Regions from separate parts of the Muntiacus reevesi genome. Here region 2 is linked to region 1. The links are chromatin contacts, called in public Hi-C maps. All regions are on one chromosome and are shown on one strand. Each heading gives the region's core, a stretch centred on a gene start, on an enhancer-like site or on the middle of the called end of the contact. The rest is flanking DNA. Distances are from core to core; before and after follow the strand shown.

Region 1 (4,838 bases), core at 589-3,088:
GATCCAACCAGTCCATCCTAAAGGAGCTCAGTCCTGGGTGTTCATTGGAAGGACTGAGGCTGAAGCTGAAGCTCCAATACTTTGGTCACCTGATTCGAAGAGTTGACTCATTTGAAAAGACCTTGATGCTGGGAAATATTGAGGGCAAGAGGAGAAGTGGATGACAGAGGATGAGATGGCTGGATGGCATCACCAACTCAACGGACATGGGTTTGGGTGGACTCCGGGAGTTGGTGATGGACAGGGAGGCCTGGTGTGCTGCGGTTCATGGGGTCACAAAGAGTCAGATATGGCTGAGGACTGAACTGAACTAGGTACTTCAGAGATACAAAATGACCATGTGAAGGCCTGTGCCCTCAATGAACTTACAGTTGCCAGGAGCAAAGTTACAAACAATTACTAATACAAAGTGGTCAATGCCACTGGTGCTACATAATAGCACTGGAATAAAGAAGTCTGGTTCTACTTGCGGAACTTGGGAGACTACATAAAGGTGGCAAAATTAGCACTAAGTCTTGAAGGATACCTAAATTAGTTGAGGGGTATAAATAGCAAAAGGCATTTTAGGCAAAGCAATCAGTTTGAGCAAAGACTTGGAACTGGCAAAATACATGGCTGATTGGCAAAAAACCCAAGAAGTTCAGAGGTAGAGTAAAATAAAACCAAGAATATGTGTGAAAAAAAAATAGAAGGCAGGAGGCTTGCTGAAGTGCCTATGTATTACATGAAAAAGACAAGAAGCTAACTCTAATGTGTGTCACTAGCCAAATGGGATAATTCAAACATCACAAAGTATAATGATCATAACAGACTAAAAGAATCTGATATGTAAAATGCACTAATTCAGTGATACTAAGCAAACAAAATCTTTTTGGTTAACACTGGTGGTTGCTAGGGCAGCACCAATTTCTCTGAAATTTGATAACTAAAGTGAAAAAATCCCTATCAATTTGAAATGCAGAATCTGCCTGCAATGCAGGAGACCGAGGTTCCATTTCTGGGTGGAGAAGATCCCCTGGAGAAGGGAATGGCAACCCACTCCAGTATTCCTGCCTGGAAAATCCCATGGAGAGATGAGCCTGGAGGGCCACAGGTCATGGGATTGCAAAGAGTTGAACACGACTGAGCGGCTAACAGACACAGAAAGGGATAGCAGAATGCGCACGAACATTTACTAATTACCCAATCCACCACAAATGTTGATATCCAGGACCAGAGCTCATAATGTGCCAAAGGCTGACGTTCATGGAGCTAGATTCTTCAGTTCGAACAAGCCGCGCGGAAAGGGGATGTCCGAAATGAAGTCCCCAACTATTCTATAAGGCTCTAAGATTTCCAGGGATTTCCGAAAGAGGCTACAGATTGTGACTGGCAAATGGCTGCAAGGATTTCAGCAGCAACCTTTCCCCCAGTCAGCGCCCCCTGGCGTTGACCGTGGGTGGACCGCTAAATGCTCGTGACTTTATCACCGGAGCCCAAGTGGGAAGTGACGCAGTCCCTCTCCACCCCGCCCTTCTCTCCCCTTCCTCGCCTTTCTCTCCCCCGAGCCCCTCGTCCTTCTCTACCCCCGCCCCGCCCTTCTCCCCTTGCCCTCCCCTCCCTAGGCCAGCCCCTCCCTTTCTCCTTTCTTCCCTCCTCTTCCCCCGCCTCACGCTCCGCCCCTCTGCGCACTTCCCCGTCCTTCCGCTTCTGCTCCTCGCCCCGCCCCTTCCTGTCGTCACTTGACTCCGCCTCTCTCACGCTAGTCCCGCCTCTCTCTCCTAGACTAGCGACCTATCCTCGCCTGGCGCTTGCTCTCTGGTCCTTGCGGGGGTTACCATAGCAACGGTGCACGGAGAAGCTAGGTTTCCCTAGTTGGACCTGGCTGGCGGCAGGGAAGAGCCGGCACCATGAGTCACGTAGTGACTATCGAAGAACCCCAGGCCAAGCCTCAGGTGTCTCAAACCCGGTTCGGAGGGAAGTCGCGGGCCTGGGGCAACGTCTCTGCCGGTCGAACTTATGATTTCTTATACGGTAAGGGCCGCTCCAGACTTCTCTGCTGAGTTGTCGACACCTGGGCCAGGTGGGCGTCGAGACTGTGGGACCTGGCCGGGAAGGCGGCGGACGAAAGACAAGCCTCAGGAGGGATCTCTAGCCCGGGTTGTCTTTTGTTGGGTAGGGGCAGCTCCAAGCCCTGCAGGCGGTGGCTCTTAGGCGGGCTGCGGGGAAGAGGCGGTCTCGGAAGCCTCAGGTGCGCGCTGCATCTCAGAGCAGTGAGCAGGGACACCTGATTCTTCTTTACCCTGACAGTTTGCACAGCCCTAAGCAATTGTCCTGAATGCCGTTCCTGGCGTGACTTGGAGATTCACTCAACACTCCTTCATTCAAACTGCATAAAATGCCCAAACAGAATGACCTTCCTGCTCGCATTCGCTGGGCAACTCCAAACTTGTCATTCTGGGTAGGTAAGGAAGGGCCAGGTTGTCTCATCTTTGGTTTTAGGTTTCTTTTTTTATTTGAGCTATTCTTATCCGTCAAAATATTGCTTGTAAACTAGGTTCACTAGGTCCTTTGGGCCAGTAAAGCCGCAGTTTATTTAATGCCTGATTGTTCATTTATGTTCTGTCTCTTCTATGGGACCATAAATCCCTGAGTTATTTAAGTTCTTGTTCTGTCCATTTTTGTAGCATTCTCAGCACCTTTTCCAGTGCTGGTACATATGTTGGGTGCTAGATAATTTGTTATGAATCATTTATTTACTACTACAATAAATAAAATCAGTAAAGAATGATTTTTTCCTCCATTTTCCCCCTCTTTACCCTGCTTTTAACCTTGTGGTATCTCCTCTGAGAATCCCAGGGTTTCTTTTGGATGGGAGTCTTTAGGGTAGCCATCCCCTGGTGTTGGGAATATGTAATGATTGCTTATATTTGTGTATGCTTCACAGTTAACACCATTCTTTTCTACATCTTACCTCATTTATATACTGTTTTACCTTTGAATGTTATGTGAATACTTTGTATCTCTCAAGTGCCTCACTTGAAGTGCCTACAATACTTTGTCACTTCCCTGAATCTACATTTGTTGATGGATTAATAACTACGCTGTTGCCCTGCTAATTATAAAGTCTTTTAAATACGATATATTTTTCCTAGCTTCCAAAAATATCATTTTAAAAAATATGTATTGGTTGTGCTGGGTCTTCATTGCTGCGCGAGGGCCTTCTCCAGTTGCAGTGAGTGGGGCTCCTCTAGTTGCAGTGTGAGGGCTTCTCATTGCAGCGGTGTCTCGTTGCAAAGCCTGGGCTCTGGGGACAGGGCCTTCAGTCGTTGTGGCCTGGGGGCTCCGTAGTTGTGGTGCACGGGATTATTGTCCCACACCGTGTGGGATCTTCCTGGACCAGGAATTGAACTCATGTCCCTTGCATTGCCCGGCAGATTCTTTACCACTGAGCTACCACGGAAGTCCCCAAAATATCTTAAATACTTCTTGGGTTTATCATTTGTCATGAGCTCTTTCCTCCTTTCTTTTCTCTCTCTATAGAATAAACAGTGGTTGCACCAATTTTTATTCCCACTAACAGTGTAGGAGAGTTTCTTTTTATTCACACTCTCTCCAGCATTTATTATTTGTAGGCTTGTTAATAATGGCCATTATGATGTGAGATGATACCTCACTGTAGTTTTGATTTGCATTTCTCTAATAATTAGTGATATTAAACATCTTTTCATGGGCCATCTGTATGTCTTCTTGGATAAATATTTAGGTCTTCTGGCCATTTTTAAATTGGGTTGTTTGTTTGATATTAAGCTCTATGAACTGTTGGTATATTTTGGAAACTAATCATTTGTTGTAGCATCATTTAGAAATATTTTTTCCCACTTTGTAGGTCATTGTTTTGTTTATGTTTTCCTTTGTTGTGCTAAAGCTTTTAGGCTTAATTAGATACTGTTTATTTCTGTTCCAAAAACATCTTGCTGCAATGTATGTCAGTCTTCTGCCCATATTTTCCTCTAGAAGTTTTATCCAGTCTTACATTTAGGTCTTTAATCAATTTGTGTTTATTTTTGTATATGGTATTGGAGAATGTTCTAATTTCATTCTTTTCCATGTAGCTGTCCAATTTTTCTCAGAACCATTTACTGAAGAGGCTGACTTTTCTCCATTGTGTATTCTCACCTACTTTTCTTAGGTTAATTGGCCATAAGTGTATGGGTTTACTGCTGGACTGTCTGTTCTGTTCGGTTGATCTATATGTCCATTTCTGTGTCAGTGTCAGACAGTTTTGATTATAGTAGCTTTGTAATATTGTCTGAAGCCAGACAGTGTGATTTCTCCAGCTCTATTCTTCTCTCTCAAGATTATTTTGGCTATTCAGGGTCTTTTGTGTTTTCATCCAAATTAAAAATTATTTTGTTCTAATTCTGTGAAAATGCCATTGGTAATGTAATAGGGATTGCATTGAATCTGTAGTTTCCATTGGGTAGTATGGTCATTTCAACAATATGAATTCTTCCATTTCAGGAACACGTATATCTTTCCATTTGTTTGTGTCATCTTCAGTTTCTTTCATTAGTGTCCTATAGTTTTCAGAGTAGAGTTCTTTTGCCTTCTTAGGTAGGTTTATTCCTAGGTATTCTTTTTAATGCAATGGTAAATGAAATTGTTTCCTTAATTGTTTCTGATATTTCCTTGTTAGTGTACAGAAATGCAATAGATTTCTATATATTACTTTTGTATCTTGTAGCTTTATCACATTTACTGATGAGCTCTAGTAGTTTTCTGGTAGTTTCTTTAGGGTTTTCTATGTGTAGCATCATGTCATATACAAACAGTGACAATTTTATTTTTTTTAAATC
Region 2 (4,838 bases), core at 1,648-4,147, 370 kb after region 1:
TAAATGAAAAGTCCCCAAATTTAGTATTATTAGGTATACCATTCTGCTCTCTGAATAAACTAATTACCCAAAATTGATTTCGAGTGGTCTTTAAACCAAGATGAAAAACATCCTAACACTCCAGTACCACAAGAGGCTCTTAAGGAGCTATTATAAGATTTGCTTCATCATAGCTGAAAATTACCCCAGAATTTTAAAATATTCCTCTCAAATGACCCCATGAATTGCTTAGAAAGCTTGACCATTCCCTGAAAGATGCATCATCAGCTTCCCTCTTCACATACTCTGCATTCTGAACTAGCTAGTCACCAAAAAAAAATTTAACTCTCAAAAATAATCTCCCATTCAGCTATTACCTTAGACTACCCTGTTTCAGACAAGTTCCAAAAGCCATCATGAATTGAAATCCTGAGTTCAAATAAGAGTGTTCATTTTATAATCAGTTTCACATAACAGCATATACTTTTTTTTTATCTCAATTCAATTCTCTCCTTCTTCTAAGCAGCAAAACAGTTTTTCTTTGCCCTCATCCATGCCCCTTTCTGAAGGAATAAGGAAACTATAACACAGATATTTTTGTCAAATTCTTTAAGTATGTTTAAATAAGCTGTCATTAAACATCACATAAACATATCCATAAGTAGAGATACATTAAAACACTGGATAATGAGTATACCAAACACTGAAAATACACTTTTTGAGCACAAATCTGGGAAGAGTATAGACGTCTAGCAACAACCTTGAACAAAGCCCAAACACCCCTATTAAATCTGGGACCACAACCTTCTGCAAAACCTGAGATGGAAAAGTCTAAATCCATATTCTTCTGACTTCATAGTCTTATCTGACTTCGAAAGGAAACCAATGCAAGACTATTGTAAGTAGTCCTAAGAAGGAACCCCTGAACTCTAGATCATTTAGCAAGTACTGAAAGCAATGGCACCCCAAAACTGAACTTCAATGATGAGTCAGTGACAATTAACATTCAACTTACTATTTGGCAACTTGACAACATAAGCCCCATTCAAAACTCGGGCCTACTTTCAAGTTACCTTTTGATTAAACATTAACTCTATAGTGATAGACTGGCAATGTCAAAACGGGAAGGCTAAGAGATAACATATTAAACCACGTATCCAATTTAGAACAATGCATATTGAGATACTACTGCTGCTCTCTATCAGCGGCACCGGTCCCTTCTAAAGAGACGAATCAAAGCTCGCCTTCAAACCGAAATGTGGTTACTTACCAAGTTCATCTCTGGATTAAGAACAAATACTTTGTATAGTCACACAAGCAAGAAAGAAGTGTTAGGAGAAGGTGACATTTACCTCTTCCATTAAGTATACAAAACTATGGTAACCCTCGAGACCTGAGCTAACTATACTATCCCTCATTCCAAAAGACACACTCTGGAAAAGCACATAATGGTTTAGGAATCTTGTCCTTCGCTTTATTCAAAAGGATGAGCAAGTAAACACTTCCATCACTATTTTAAGGTGGAAACACTCAACCACTTAATAAAGCTATCAATTGCTAGAAAACTATAAGAAAAGAACTAAGTTTCAGACAAAATCATCCAAATAAAAATCACATTCCCTCGATTCAAGGTTAATGAGACCTGGGAAGGGATATCGCAGGAGGAAAAAAGGAAGCTGCCTCATCCTTCACTGAAGACAGGTTTTTGCCCTTTCACATTGCCTCTGTTTTATCAGCAGGTCTTGTATTTTAAGATCCTGGTATTTCAAAGTCTCTTATTCAAAGGGGAGGTGGAGAAGGGGTGTAAAATAAAATCAATACTCACTGCTAACTTTCATGCTGCCAAAAGCTGAAGGCTGCTGCACTGGCTTGCAGCTCTCCGCAAAGGAGGTGGTTCTGGGCCGCCCTGACATGATCACTCTTTTTCCGAATCACCTTTTTTCCTTCCTTTCTCCTTTTCTTCCTTTTGTTTTATGTTGGGGTGTTAGGTTAATGATAAATGCAGCATTAAGTTCTCCCACAAGAAAAAGAAAAAGACTTCGTCCTCTTGCCTTTTCACTTCTTTTGTACAGCTATTTAGAAAAGCGAGCGATGTATTTCTCCTTGAAGACAGATCAGTACGGATATTTAACATATAGGCGATCCGGAGCTGGGGGGAAAAATACAATTCTTTCCTCTCCCTTTCCTTGGAGAGCAGAAATGGATGGGAGGTCCTAAAAAATATACATCACGTGAGACGGGGACAAATACTGGATTGAAAATAAGTACTCTGAATATTATATTTTCCTCGGGGATTTTTTTTCCGAGTCAATGAAGAAGGGAAGCGGCGGAAGGATCACGAGTCTCACGCTTGAAAAGAAGGGGGGGATGGGAAGGAGGGAGGGAGAGGGAGGGGTGGCTCGGAGATGCGTCGGGAAACGCTGCGGCTCCGGCAGCGGCAAGGATCCGGCGGGCTGACGGCGGGGGCCCGGCGAACTGGAAGGCGGCGGAGTAGCGAGTCAGTCAGAGTCGGGCGGTGGCGGCGGCGGCGGCTCTTCCCCTCATTGCGCCAGGAGCAGCTGCAGGCGGCGGCTGGATCCAGCGGCCATGGCGGCGGCGGAGGCAGCTCCCTTCAGACCCCAGGCAGCGGCTCCTCGACTGCTCCCCATACGCCGGGGACATGGGAACCCGGCAACCGCTTCCGTCCCTCGGGGCCCCCTCCCCCGTCCAAGGCACCAGCGCGGCCGCTCTCCCGCCCCTCGCTTCTGCACAGTCCCGCTCAGGAAGTGTCCGCGCTTTGCCCCCAGCCCGGAGCCCTGTCAGCGGCTGCGGGGTCGGCTCCTCCTCGCTTCCTTCCTTCCTTCCTTTGTCACTCGGCCCGGGCGGCGGCGGCGGAGGCAGCAGCAGCAGCAGCAGCACGAGCCCGCATTCGCCCGGGTCGGGGGCTGCTCTCTGTGAGGAGTGCCGTCTGCGCAGCCGCCTAGCTCTTCCCCACACCCCCTCCCCCCTCCTACTTGTCCTCCGCCTCCTTCCTCCCCCACCCAGCCTTACACCGCCCAGCGCCCGGCCGCCCGCGTAAGAGGCGTCTGGGAATCGCCGGCCGAGCAGGGCGTCCGCCCCCTTCGACAGGGGAGCCGAAACCCGAGCGGAACCAATCACGGATGTCGTTTGTTTGCGGATCCTCCCGGAAAAAGCCGATTGACCTGAAGAGCCAATCAGGAAGTGTCGCTGGAAATTCACGCCCAAGGACGGAAAATGCCGAAGATAGCCGACCGAGGAAAAGGTGGGTTCGCCTTGTTCTGTGGCTGGCTGGAGGAGAAATTAGGCAAAGACAACAGTGACCAATCAGAGTCGCTGGCCCTCAGGAAAAAGCTTGAAGAGTTAAGGACGGTGAAGCCCGGAGTCGCTGGCGAAACCGCACGGCTGGGCGCCGTGGCCGCTTTGTAATTGGCCGAAACTCCGCTGGGAGTGCAGCTCCCTCGGTGATTGGTGAAGGGAATGGGGCTTCCGAGGACAGTCTGGCCAGTCAGGACGTCTCCTCCCTCGTCGAGGTGGGGAGAAGTAGAGAGCGAAGGGAGGGCGTCTATAAAGCGCCTTCTCATTGGTCTGAAGCTCAGGAGCTGGAATGGGGGCAAAAGGGAAAAGGAGGGAGGCCGAAACTCGTAGCAGTAGCCAATCTGCACCCGCTGCTGTCTAATCGCAAGACCTAGCGGTAGTGTGATTGGCCTTCGGCCTCCGGCGGCAGTCCTAAGGAGCGAGGAGAAGCGCGACTGGGGTCGTGGCGGAAGGTCTGACGGGCTCGCCTGCGGCCACTCGCAGCTAGTGTGGAAACCGCATATAGGGAGCGCGAGCCGGTGCGAAACTGCTGTGGTCGGTGGCGCTGGGTTCCTCGCTCCAACAAACTGAGGGTTGAGGGGCTCTCCCCACCCACTGGAGGCTCTCGGCGGGGCGGGGCTAATTCTGTGCGCCCGGGGCTCCCCTCCGCCCGCGAGAGCGCATCCCGAGCACGGGCGTCTTCCCCGAAAGGGCCAGACAGATCCAGGGCGCCTCTCAGGCTGAGTGCGAATTTTCGGATATTCAACTGAGAACAAAGCTGCTAGAGAGCAGGGCCCCTGGGCGACCGCGCCCCGCCCAGTCGCGGAGGCCATTGATAAGAGTGAGGGCGACTGCGCCTCGTGCGCGCTGCCAAGCCCGGCCTTCCAGAAAGGCCCCTGAGAAATGAGCTCATGCTGGCTGAGCGCCCTTCTAGGGTGCGACCGGTCGGCGCAGAACGGCCCCCGAAAGCAGGTGAGGGGAAGTGCAGTCAAGCCGGATATCCCGAAGCCTCTGAGGCAACCGAGAGCCAGAATAGCCCTTGGTAGTTTTTGCGTTTTTGGAACTAGGGTGATCTATAAAAGTACTATTTAAGTAGGTTTCGCACATAAGCCAGTGTTCAAATTCGTGCGGTGTGCCCAAGGACAGAGAGGTGTGGTTACAGAAAAAGTAAAATGAACAGTTGCCATCCTAATTGTAATCCCATGGTACCTGTAATTTCCACCTGCAGAGTCATCCCTTTCTATTCAGATACCATCTGTAGCGAGCACATATAAAAATTACTTGATCAGGTTGACTAGCTATTGCTTTGGAAAACTGATGAGGAACTTAGGACAGAACAAAGTAAGCTTTGATGGAGGACAGGAAAGGTCTAGATAGGGTTTGCAAACTCGAATGTTTATAGGGGCCAGAAAAGTAAATGAGTGAAACTGGCCTGGTGTAGACAATGGGGAGTGATAAGCAACGTGGCAAATTGGAGTGTCTGAGCTGTAACTGAAAGGAGCAGCTGTTCGGCTCCAGCAGATTGTTACTCTGAAGAATGTGGATACAGTGGTCTGAGATATTCT

The links. Hi-C and Micro-C count contacts between places; a contact is called where the count stands out from the background.
Region 2: a Hi-C map of blood shows a contact between it and region 1, with 3 times the contacts expected there. The contact joins the promoter of GSK3B here to the promoter of CFAP91 in region 1. A contact is called at or near these places in 2 of 3 Hi-C or Micro-C datasets (blood and muscle).

What each region holds. Positions count from the first base shown.
Region 1 is chr8:43,249,399-43,254,236 of mMunRee1.1, forward strand. It overlaps CFAP91 (cilia and flagella associated protein 91), which reads left to right and starts at 1,839. Exons shown (of 18, transcript XM_065942109.1): 1 at 1,839-2,013. The coding sequence starts at 1,890.
Region 2 is chr8:43,622,007-43,626,844 of mMunRee1.1, forward strand. GSK3B (glycogen synthase kinase 3 beta) reads right to left here and starts at 2,898. Exons shown (of 13, transcript XM_065943558.1): 1 at 1,805-2,898. The coding sequence starts at 1,892.